2 separate regions of the Hordeum vulgare genome follow, and region 1 is linked to region 2. Evidence: chromatin contacts called from public Hi-C data. All regions are on one chromosome and are shown on one strand. The core of a region is the stretch at or near the end of the contact, and the rest is flanking DNA. Distances in the headings are between cores, read along the strand shown.

The links. Hi-C and Micro-C count contacts between places; a contact is called where the count stands out from the background.
Region 1: a Hi-C map of leaf shows a contact between it and region 2, with 10 times the contacts expected there. The contact joins the promoter of LOC123409026 here to the promoter of LOC123408383 in region 2. A contact is called at or near these places in 3 of 6 Hi-C or Micro-C datasets (leaf and seedling) and 1 of 1 datasets of contacts at active chromatin or transcription factors (embryo).

What each region holds. Positions count from the first base shown.
Region 1 is chr7H:96,315,658-96,320,445 of MorexV3_pseudomolecules_assembly, forward strand. LOC123409026 (RING-H2 finger protein ATL46-like) reads left to right here and starts at 1,661. Exons shown (of 1, transcript XM_045102027.1): 1 at 1,661-3,373. The coding sequence starts at 1,976. The coding sequence ends at 3,214.
Region 2 is chr7H:96,028,346-96,032,669 of MorexV3_pseudomolecules_assembly, forward strand. It overlaps LOC123408383 (CBL-interacting protein kinase 29-like), which reads left to right and starts at 1,526. Exons shown (of 2, transcript XM_045101503.1): 1 at 1,526-1,713; 2 at 2,180-2,882. The coding sequence starts at 1,526. The coding sequence ends at 2,882.

The DNA of each region.
Region 1 (4,788 bases), core at 411-2,910, 290 kb after region 2:
ACCTCTGGAGCAGTGTCTAGCAGAGCGCCCTGCAGCCATGCCGAATCGTTGATGATGAAGCTGAGGGAACCAAACAAGATCTCTCCGCCGAGTGTTATCATGATGTCGTGGAAGTGATGCTGACAATGAGTACGGGGGGTACGAGTGAAGGGAGGAGCCTAGTTACGACACAAGTGTTTCACTCAGATTTTATGAGTTCGGGCCCCTCTCGGAGAGGTAAAAACACTACCTCGCATGCCCGGAGGCTTAGTTTTCTCTAGGGTGTGTGTGATTACACTCAGCGCTTAACCCTCGCCCAGGAGCTCGGGGGGTGGCTTATATAGTGTCTGCCTGGACCTGCCGAGTGCCATTACAAGGGCCATTAATGAGAGTAACTACCCACGTTATTTGAAACTGCATCCCTAACTATGAACGTTACACGTAACAACAGCCATGATTGTACTCAATATGTGACGTTAAACCCTCGGCCGTTGGAGTTCCCACGTCGCCCACGATCGGAGTGAAGAGGTATGTCTGATTAGAAGAAGAACGCCTGAGTGACCTTATGGATCCTAGTGGACCCTAGTTTTTCGTCCTAGTGCAACTGTAGTCATGAGACTTCGTCGTACGTGTGGGGCCCTATGTGGGCCCTCGATGTCTGGTCGGTGTCCCTAAGACTAGTAGGTAGCCTCATCGGGAGGATTTAGGCTAGTGCAAGGAAAAAGGAGATAACATACTCGAATGGAAGTCGTCGTCGTCACGACGCCACACTTCCTATCTCTTGAGTCGCAACCACCTTTTCCTTGTCTTCGCTAGGTTTCTTGCGCTCCCCTCCAGTGGATTAGTTCCACACGGGGAGTTGATTCTTGTGAACCCAATAGAATGGAGGAGATCGACGTGGTTTGGACCGGGATTTTCTTCACCCTTGCCCAAACCAAACAATGAAATTGTGATCCACGGGAAATAGTTTCCGGCCTGAATGACCCACATGGATTGGGCCAAACTAGTCGAATTGGAGATGGTAGAGCTCACGGAATAGCAAACCTGAGGCTTAGCTTTGTTTAATTCAATGAGCTAATTCTCGTGCGATGGAACACAAGGGCGGTTCAACACCAACGTGTCCAACATGAATATTACACCATCACATTTTAGAGTTTGTTATTAAGATTTGATTTGACTTGAGTATTGGTATGAAAAGTAAGGAAACCTTTGATTCAGGTGAAATTTTGGTAATATTTGATGTGATTTGAGCATTGGTAAGGGAAAGAAGGAAATGTCGATTCAGGTCATAAAATGTGGTTTCGTTCTACGGAGTATTTATTTACACGGTGCTAGCGTGACGCACCGGCCCTGGTCCGGGCCCGGGCCCGTCTGGTGTGGGTGTGGGTCTAGCGATGAGCCAAGACCAGCAGCAGTCGCACAGCCATTTCAAACACGGGACAGGCCAGCAAGCTGCCACGGCCCCCACCTGCACTAGCCGGCAGGGTACGGGCCCAGCGCATCGCCTCTACTATTGTCCTCGCAACCGGCGCCCCCGCGACCGCGACTTCCAACGATCGTTGCGGCTGAAAGCGACCGCACCACCACAAAAAAAATACTCCACCGAGCCCTTCCCAGGGCCGACGCCACCGCTCGCCACCGCCGTCGCTTTCCCCTTTCCCCCTCCCCACCCCAGCTCGTGCGCTCCCACCACTCCCCTCCCCTCCCCTCCTCCGCTCCCCAGCGATTCCCACCGCAATCCTCCGTCTCCTCCCCGCATCCCCGCCGTGTCCACCTGCCCGCCATCCGACCGGAGGAAGCCTCCGGGGGTTCTCTTGGTCCCTAGCGCCTTGGACGCTTCCCCCCGGGCTGCACCAGCCCGCCGCTTTTAGGTGCCGTCCGGCCTCCGCTTTTGCGTCCCTTTTCGGACGGGATTGCTGCCGGTTTCTCGCGAAAGATCGCATCTCTTGCCTGCCGGATCAGATGAGATGCGGGGGTGCCGGTGCCTCTAGGAGACATGGCTGAAGAAGCGGTCTCGTCCTCGCCCGGATCCTCCGCGGTGACGGCGGTGGCTGCGTACCCCTACCCGTACCGAGTGGCGCGCAGCCTCCATGGCGCCCTCGTCGTCAGGGACGAGCTCCCCTACTCGTACCCCGCTGCTGCCGCTGCCGCCCCGCCGCCACCCGCGCAGGTGCAGCAGGGCTCCTCCGGCGGGGGAGGCGGCAAGATTAGCCCCGCGGTGCTCTTCATCATCGTGATTCTTGCGGTGGTGTTCTTCATCTCCGGCCTGCTCCACCTCCTCGTGCGGCTGCTCATGAAGAAGCAGCACCGCCGCCGAGGGGGCTCGGCGGCCGCGGCGGCGCAGGGGCCCGGGGAGGCCGACGCGGCGCTGCAGCGCCAGCTGCAGCAGCTGTTCCACCTTCACGACTCCGGCCTGGACCAGGCCTTCATCGACGCGCTGCCCGTCTTCTCCTACCGGGAGATCGTCGTAGGCGGCGGCGGCGGCGACAAGGAGCCCTTTGACTGCGCCGTGTGCCTGTGCGAATTCGACGCCGAGGACAGGCTCCGGCTGCTGCCGCTCTGCGGGCACGCCTTCCACCTCAACTGCATCGACACATGGCTGCTGTCCAACTCGACCTGCCCGCTCTGCCGCGGGGTGCTCTTCGCCCCAGGGCTGACAGCCGAGAATAACCCGATGTTTGATTTCGATGAGGGGTTGGAGGAAGGGCGGCTGTCGGAGTGCTGCGAGGATGGTTTCGGATTGCCCACGCAGAAGTCCTCGGAGGGGTTGCAGGAGCCGGCGGCCGAGAAAAGAGTGTTCCCGGTGAGGCTTGGGAAGTTCAAGAATGTCGGCACCCAGGGTGCTGTTGAAGGTGGAAATGCCGATTCTGCTGTGCTGAGGAGGGAGGAAGGGGAGAGTAGCAGCAGCAGTTTGGATGCAAGGAAATGCTTCTCTATGGGCACTTATCAGTATGTTCTTGGGACTTCAGAACTTCAGGTGGCTCTCCAGCCGGGCCGAGCTAGAAATGGTGGTGCGATGAGATTAAGACCTCCGGGAATAAGTTGTGTCAATGCGGACATTATGGAGGGAAAGAAAATTTGCGCACGGAACAAAGGGGAGAGCTTCTCCATGTCGAAGATTTGGCAGTGGTCTAATCTCAAGGGCAAGTTACCTGCTGGCTCAGATGATTGTTCAGAAGCAGGGAGCCTTCCATGGTTGAAGAGAGGTGGCACTGGGGATAAATTGAACATGTGATGTGACTCTGTACTGTGATACTAGCTAATATTTCTCTTCTTAGTGCCACTCCATTAATTTCTTACCTATAATTATTCTAGTCTAATTTTCATATTCAGGTTTTAATTGGAATTGGTTAATCTCATGGGGAGATAAGTTTTCCGTAGTCATGCCACCTTACTCTATTGCGCCAATTTGTGATAGCTTACAGATCATGTGATTTCTGCTGCATGCTGCTTTGTTTATGTTCTTGTATCGGTTTGAAGCTACCTTCATATTCCTGAAACTTTCCTTCCAAGAATGCTCAAAGTAAAGTTAGCAATGACTCCTTAGTTGCAATCTTGTCATTCTTTCTACTGCGTAGATGATAAGATAAATATTACTTGAGTTTTGCTTCAGTACTAATTAGACCTTCTAAAACAGTTGGTATGAAGTGTAGAACAAATTTTTTTTTGAACCATGCAGTAGAAAGAACATTGTAGCTTTAGAGTTGAGCTATATGCTATCACATAGAAGGGTAGCGGGGGAAATCTTATTGGTACTATGACTATCTTATTGGTGGCTACTGGTTAGCATTAAGTAGCTCTTTGATCTAGGTTCTTGTTTCAGTTTGGAGGATGGTGCAGATGTCTTGAGATTGTGCCTAGTTGTGATGCATAGGTTAGACACTTATGTATGGGAAGGACACTTGCGGGGGCTGCTACTGAAACAACTAAGGCAGGAGTAGGCTGGCACTCACTGGATAAGTTAGGAAGACGAGTAGATTGTTTCTGGGTTCTGGGTTTGAATTTTCATGCAGGCCATTCCCCTCCGCAAATACCTTTATGATTCACTGATCTTCATATGGCTGAGCAAAACCCATATTAGTATTACAAGCAACTGTACTAAGTAAAATAGACTGTTAATTAAGGCATACTGGAAGGAATGGTTTTTTTGTACAAAAATCACTTGTAACTTTCAGAAATTGCACATGGCTGTAATTTACAAGAGCCCGCTGTGCATATGTTTAAATTTTCGTATCTAACCAATTCTTTTCCTGATGAGCTACATCTACTTATGATTTGGCACTCCTTTTATGATAGTTGTAGTCAGCCAAGTTTCAGATATTGCACGTGTTCTTTCTTCTGTGTTTCCAAATGAGCTACACCTACTATTTTTAGGCCATAGGCACTTCAGTGAAATTGCTGATGTACACTTATATTCCTGACTATCTTGTTTTAGATTTGTAAATTGAGGTACATGGTAGACTGCTTCGTAACATCTGAACTCATGCCAATGGGTAGTAGGTTCCTAGTATTTCCCTCACCTGCACATCTGCAGACATATGAACTTCTCATGATTGAGCATGTAATCTTTTATCAGAGGCTTTACTTATTTAAGTTCCAGCTGAGCATATTTCTTTTGCCTTTAGTTCACCAGTCATCTGCTGCCTTTCTCAAAGTCTTCTTCTTTGATGAACACTTTGTTGGGGGGTTTACATTCCCCTTTCAAGAATCTCTTTGCTCTCACAAAAGAGAAGATATTTTTCTTTATCATGATAGAAAGCAAAAAAGGTTGAAACAATAGAAAGCAACGCATCATCCTTTGCTTCATTC
Region 2 (4,324 bases), core at 276-2,775:
CATTTAAAAGTCGTTATCGCCATACCGGTTTGATGTATACCACAAAATACTTTTACGGCGTCGCTCAATCTTGGGCAATATAGATACGGTAAATCGGTGCTGCAATTTGTTTAAAAAATCATGCTAGAAATTGTTCATCACCACCAGAGTGCATACATATAAAATACATACTTCACGCTAGAAATTGACCCTAGGTCGACGACGTCCTAACTCGTTGACCTCGAGGTGGTACTTGGCGGCAATCTTGCGGAGCGCGTGGGTGAGGTCGTGCTCCTCCTTGGCCGCGGGGAGGCGATCATCGACACCTTCTTCTCCGTGCGCCACCACGCGCTCCACGACATCGAGGTCCTCATCAACAACGTGTCACCTCTTGATGTGCGCCAAGATGTGCTTGTCAAGCACATTCAAGCTAGCCCAAGGTTCCGCCCGCCTTTCCAGATGAGCATGTTGCGGTCCTATGCATGTCTCGACTGCCATGGCTCCACGGCACGACTGGACCTGCTCACCTCCACGTCGTGTCGTGGCCTCTTACTCGAAGGCGATCCGACGTGGCACCACGGCTTTCACCAGCGCCGCCGATCGTCGAGAAGGGGAAAAGGCTGGAAGAGTTGGACGAAAGTTCTCGCCGGAGTTGACTTGGGCTAGCGGCGGAGAGGACAAATTGTGACGGGGAGGGACCTGGGGCTAACCCTAAAAGCCCCCGGTGTCATAGCGACAGAGGGACCGATTTTATGGACGAGACCGATTTGTAGGATTTGTTTACGCCACAAAATGATGAAATCTGCATATTTGCCAATTTTTTTCAAACAACGGCCTTTTGTACCTTTACAAGATCGGGTAAAGATGCTTTTTGAGCAGAGTACAATCAAAGTCGTTCATATACACGAACCCCTATGAACGCACGCACACACACCCTATCCCTGTGAGCATTTTTGAAAGACTAAGCCGGCACATCATTTTAAAATTGACAAATTCGCCTGTGACGCCTTTGTTGTCGAAGGGAGCGTCTTCGCCCACTGAAAGCACGTCGCCGAAAGACCTGAAATAAATCCAGAAAAATGCAAGCACCAACGTCAAATCTAGGACTTAAACTCTACTGGAGAAGGGATACCACAGTCGTCCTAACCATCTACTCACGCATTGGTTTTGCGGTAAAGATGCTTTTACTGAGTTGGATTCCTAAGCGCGACCCTTTTTTTCCGCCCGCATGCTTTCACATGATTCGTGCCCCTCGTGTACGGCACAAGAGTACACACCGTATCGGCCAGCTCGCGGGACACGCCCACGAACACTGAACTGTCGCGTGACAAGTGACAACACGAGCAGGTCAGCGGCAGCTAGTAGGAGTACGAAACAGGCTCACACCGTGCAGTGAGTTCGTCGTCGTGGTGTGTACATGCATGCCTGCATCCCAGTGCCAGTGTGGATGACGCCGCAGGCCGCAGGCCGCAGTGGACTCTTGCACATGAACTTCTACGGTTCCATCCAAAGACAACAAACGCACGCAAGAGCGCGTTCACGTGCCATGGGTACCCTCGCCGGCCCGGCGGTTTCCGGGTGGTCCGGTCCGGCCCGCCCCCGTGCCGCTGCCCACTGGACAGGTCAAAGGACAAACCTTTTTTGCTCGCACGGCGCCGGTACGGCTGTTCGCAGAGTCGCGCTCGCCTCGCCGCTGCGGTCAGTGGTCGCCTTTTCTGCATCGATCGAGCCACGGTAACTTTCGCTCCGCCTCGTGCTTGGAGCTCTCCGACCGGCGCACGGAGTCAAAGCTGATCGTGCCCGCATTCGTCCGCGTCTGGTAAAATATTACTCGGTGCCCGAGATTCCGATACGCAGTGGGCCGCAGATCAACTGAACGGCTGCTGGTCAAACAGTTTTGGCCTGAAATGACATGCATGGCATGGGTTTCCCGACTTTTGTCTCGAGCAACAGCTTTTTTAGGTAATAGGACTCGGGATCCTAGAACTTGCACACAATGTGATGGATTGATCCTAGAACTTGCAAAGTGATCCTATTTGATCCTAAAACTTGTAACTCTGGTGTAAATTTAGTCCACAGTCAATCACAGCGTGCCAAGCGGACAGAGTGGGACAGGGTCGGTCTTTTGCACACAGCCCCTTGCGTTTGTCACTTATTAATATAGCCGCACATATTTCAAAATGCACCTGAATTAATTAAGCTTCAATCTTCTGGCGCATGCATGCACGCACGTATCTCTCATCGATGTCCTCGGCACACGCAAGAAGGTCCACTTCGTCCTCGACCTCGCCGCCGGCGGTGAGCTCTTCTCGCTCGTCGACTCCGACGGCCGCATGGCGGAGGACCTCGCGCGGCATTACTTTCGCCAGCTCGTCTCCGCCGTCCGGTACTGCCACTCCCGCGGCGTCTACCACCGCGACATCAAGCCGGAGAATTTGCTGCTCGACGGCGAGGGCGAGTTTAAGGTCGCCGACTTCGGGCTCGGCGCCATCGCGGACGGGAGCCTCCACCACACCCTCTGCGGCACCCCTGCCTACGTCGCGCCGGAGATCCTCTCGAAGCAGGGGCACCACCCGGCCAAGGTCGAGATCTGGTCCTGCGGCGTGGTGCACTTCGTGCTCGCCGCCGGCTACCTCCCATTCAACGACGCCAGCCTCATCAACATGTACCGCAAGATCTACGCCGGCAAGTTCCGGTGCCCGAACTGGTTCTTGCCGGCGCTGCGCCACCTGCTGCGCCGCATCCTCGACCCCAACCCGGCCACGCACATTGACACGGACGGCATCATGGAGCACCCGTGGTTCTGCCACGGCATGGGCGGCAACGGCGAGCTGGAGAAGCTGATGCGCGGCCACGAGGAGGAGGCGTGGTTCAAGACGGAGTTCAAAACTAATTGGGACTGAAATGAAATTAATCAATAATCCGCTGAATTACGATGGTATCTAAATATGCATAACAAGTCTCTATATACATGGGCTGCTATAATCATTTTACACAAAGAAATGAACACAACATGGAAATAACTTTCTGCTACAAATTTCGTAGCCCGAATGACCTAGCTTATAATGCAGATAATACAACACCAGTCCAAATTCCAAATGGATAGATATATAGGATATAAAGCATCATCGACTAAGATGTTTTTGCACCACAAATAACTCACTCAGCACGAAGTAAGTGAAACAACATTTTGTATAGAAGTCAGCCCAAAAAGATGTAACTGATGAGTGATGCTACTGTTGGGGAACGTCGCATGGGAAACAAAAATTTTCCTACGCGCACGAAGACCTATCATGGTGATGTCCATCTACGAGAGGGGATGAGTGATCTACGTACCCTTGTAGATCGTACAACAGAAGCGTTTAGAGAACGCGGTTGATGTAGTGGAACGTCCTCACGTCCCTCGATCCGCCCCGCGAACAATCCCGCGATCAGTCCCACGATCTAGTACCGAACGGACGGCACCTCCGCGTTCAGCACACGTACAGCTCGACGATGACCTCGGCCTTCTTGATCCAGCAAGAGAGACGGATAGGTAGAAGAGTTCTCCGGCAACGTGACGGCGCTCCGGAGGTTGGTGATGATCTTGTCTCAGCAGGGCTCCGCCCGAGCTCCGCAGAAACGCGATCTAGAGGAAAAACTATGGAGGTATGTGGTCGGGCAGCGGTGAGAAAGTCGTCTCAAATCAGCCCTAATTGCTCCATATATATAGGAGGAGGGAGGGGGACCTTGCCTTGGGGTCCAAGGGACCCTCAAGGGGTCGGCCGAGCCAAGGGGGGAAGGACTCCCCCCCCAAACCGAGTTGGACTTGGTTTGGTGGGAGGAGTCCCCCTCCCTTCCCACTTCCTCCCTCTTTTTTTTTCTTTTCCTTTGATTTCTTTTTCTTGGCGCATAGGCCCCCTTGGGGCTGTACCACCAGCCCACTAAGGGCTGGTGTGTCTCCCCAAAGCCTATGGGCTTCCCCGGGGTGGGTTGCCCCCCCGGTGAACTCCCGGAACCCATTCGTCATTCCCGGTACATTCCCGGTAACTCCGAAAACCTTCCGGTAATCAAATGAGGTCATCCTATATATCAATCTTCGTTTTCGGACCATTCCGGAAACCCTCGTGACGTCCGTGATCTCATCCGGGACTCCGAACAACATTCGGTAACCAACCATATAACTCAAATACGCATAAAACAACGTCGAACCTTAAGTGTGCAGACCCTGCGGGTTCGAGAACTATGTAGACATGACCCGAGAGACTCCTCGGTCAATATCCAATAGCGGGACCTGGATGCCCATATTGGATCCTACATATTCTACAAAGATCTTATCGTTTGAACCTCAGTGCCAAGGATTCGT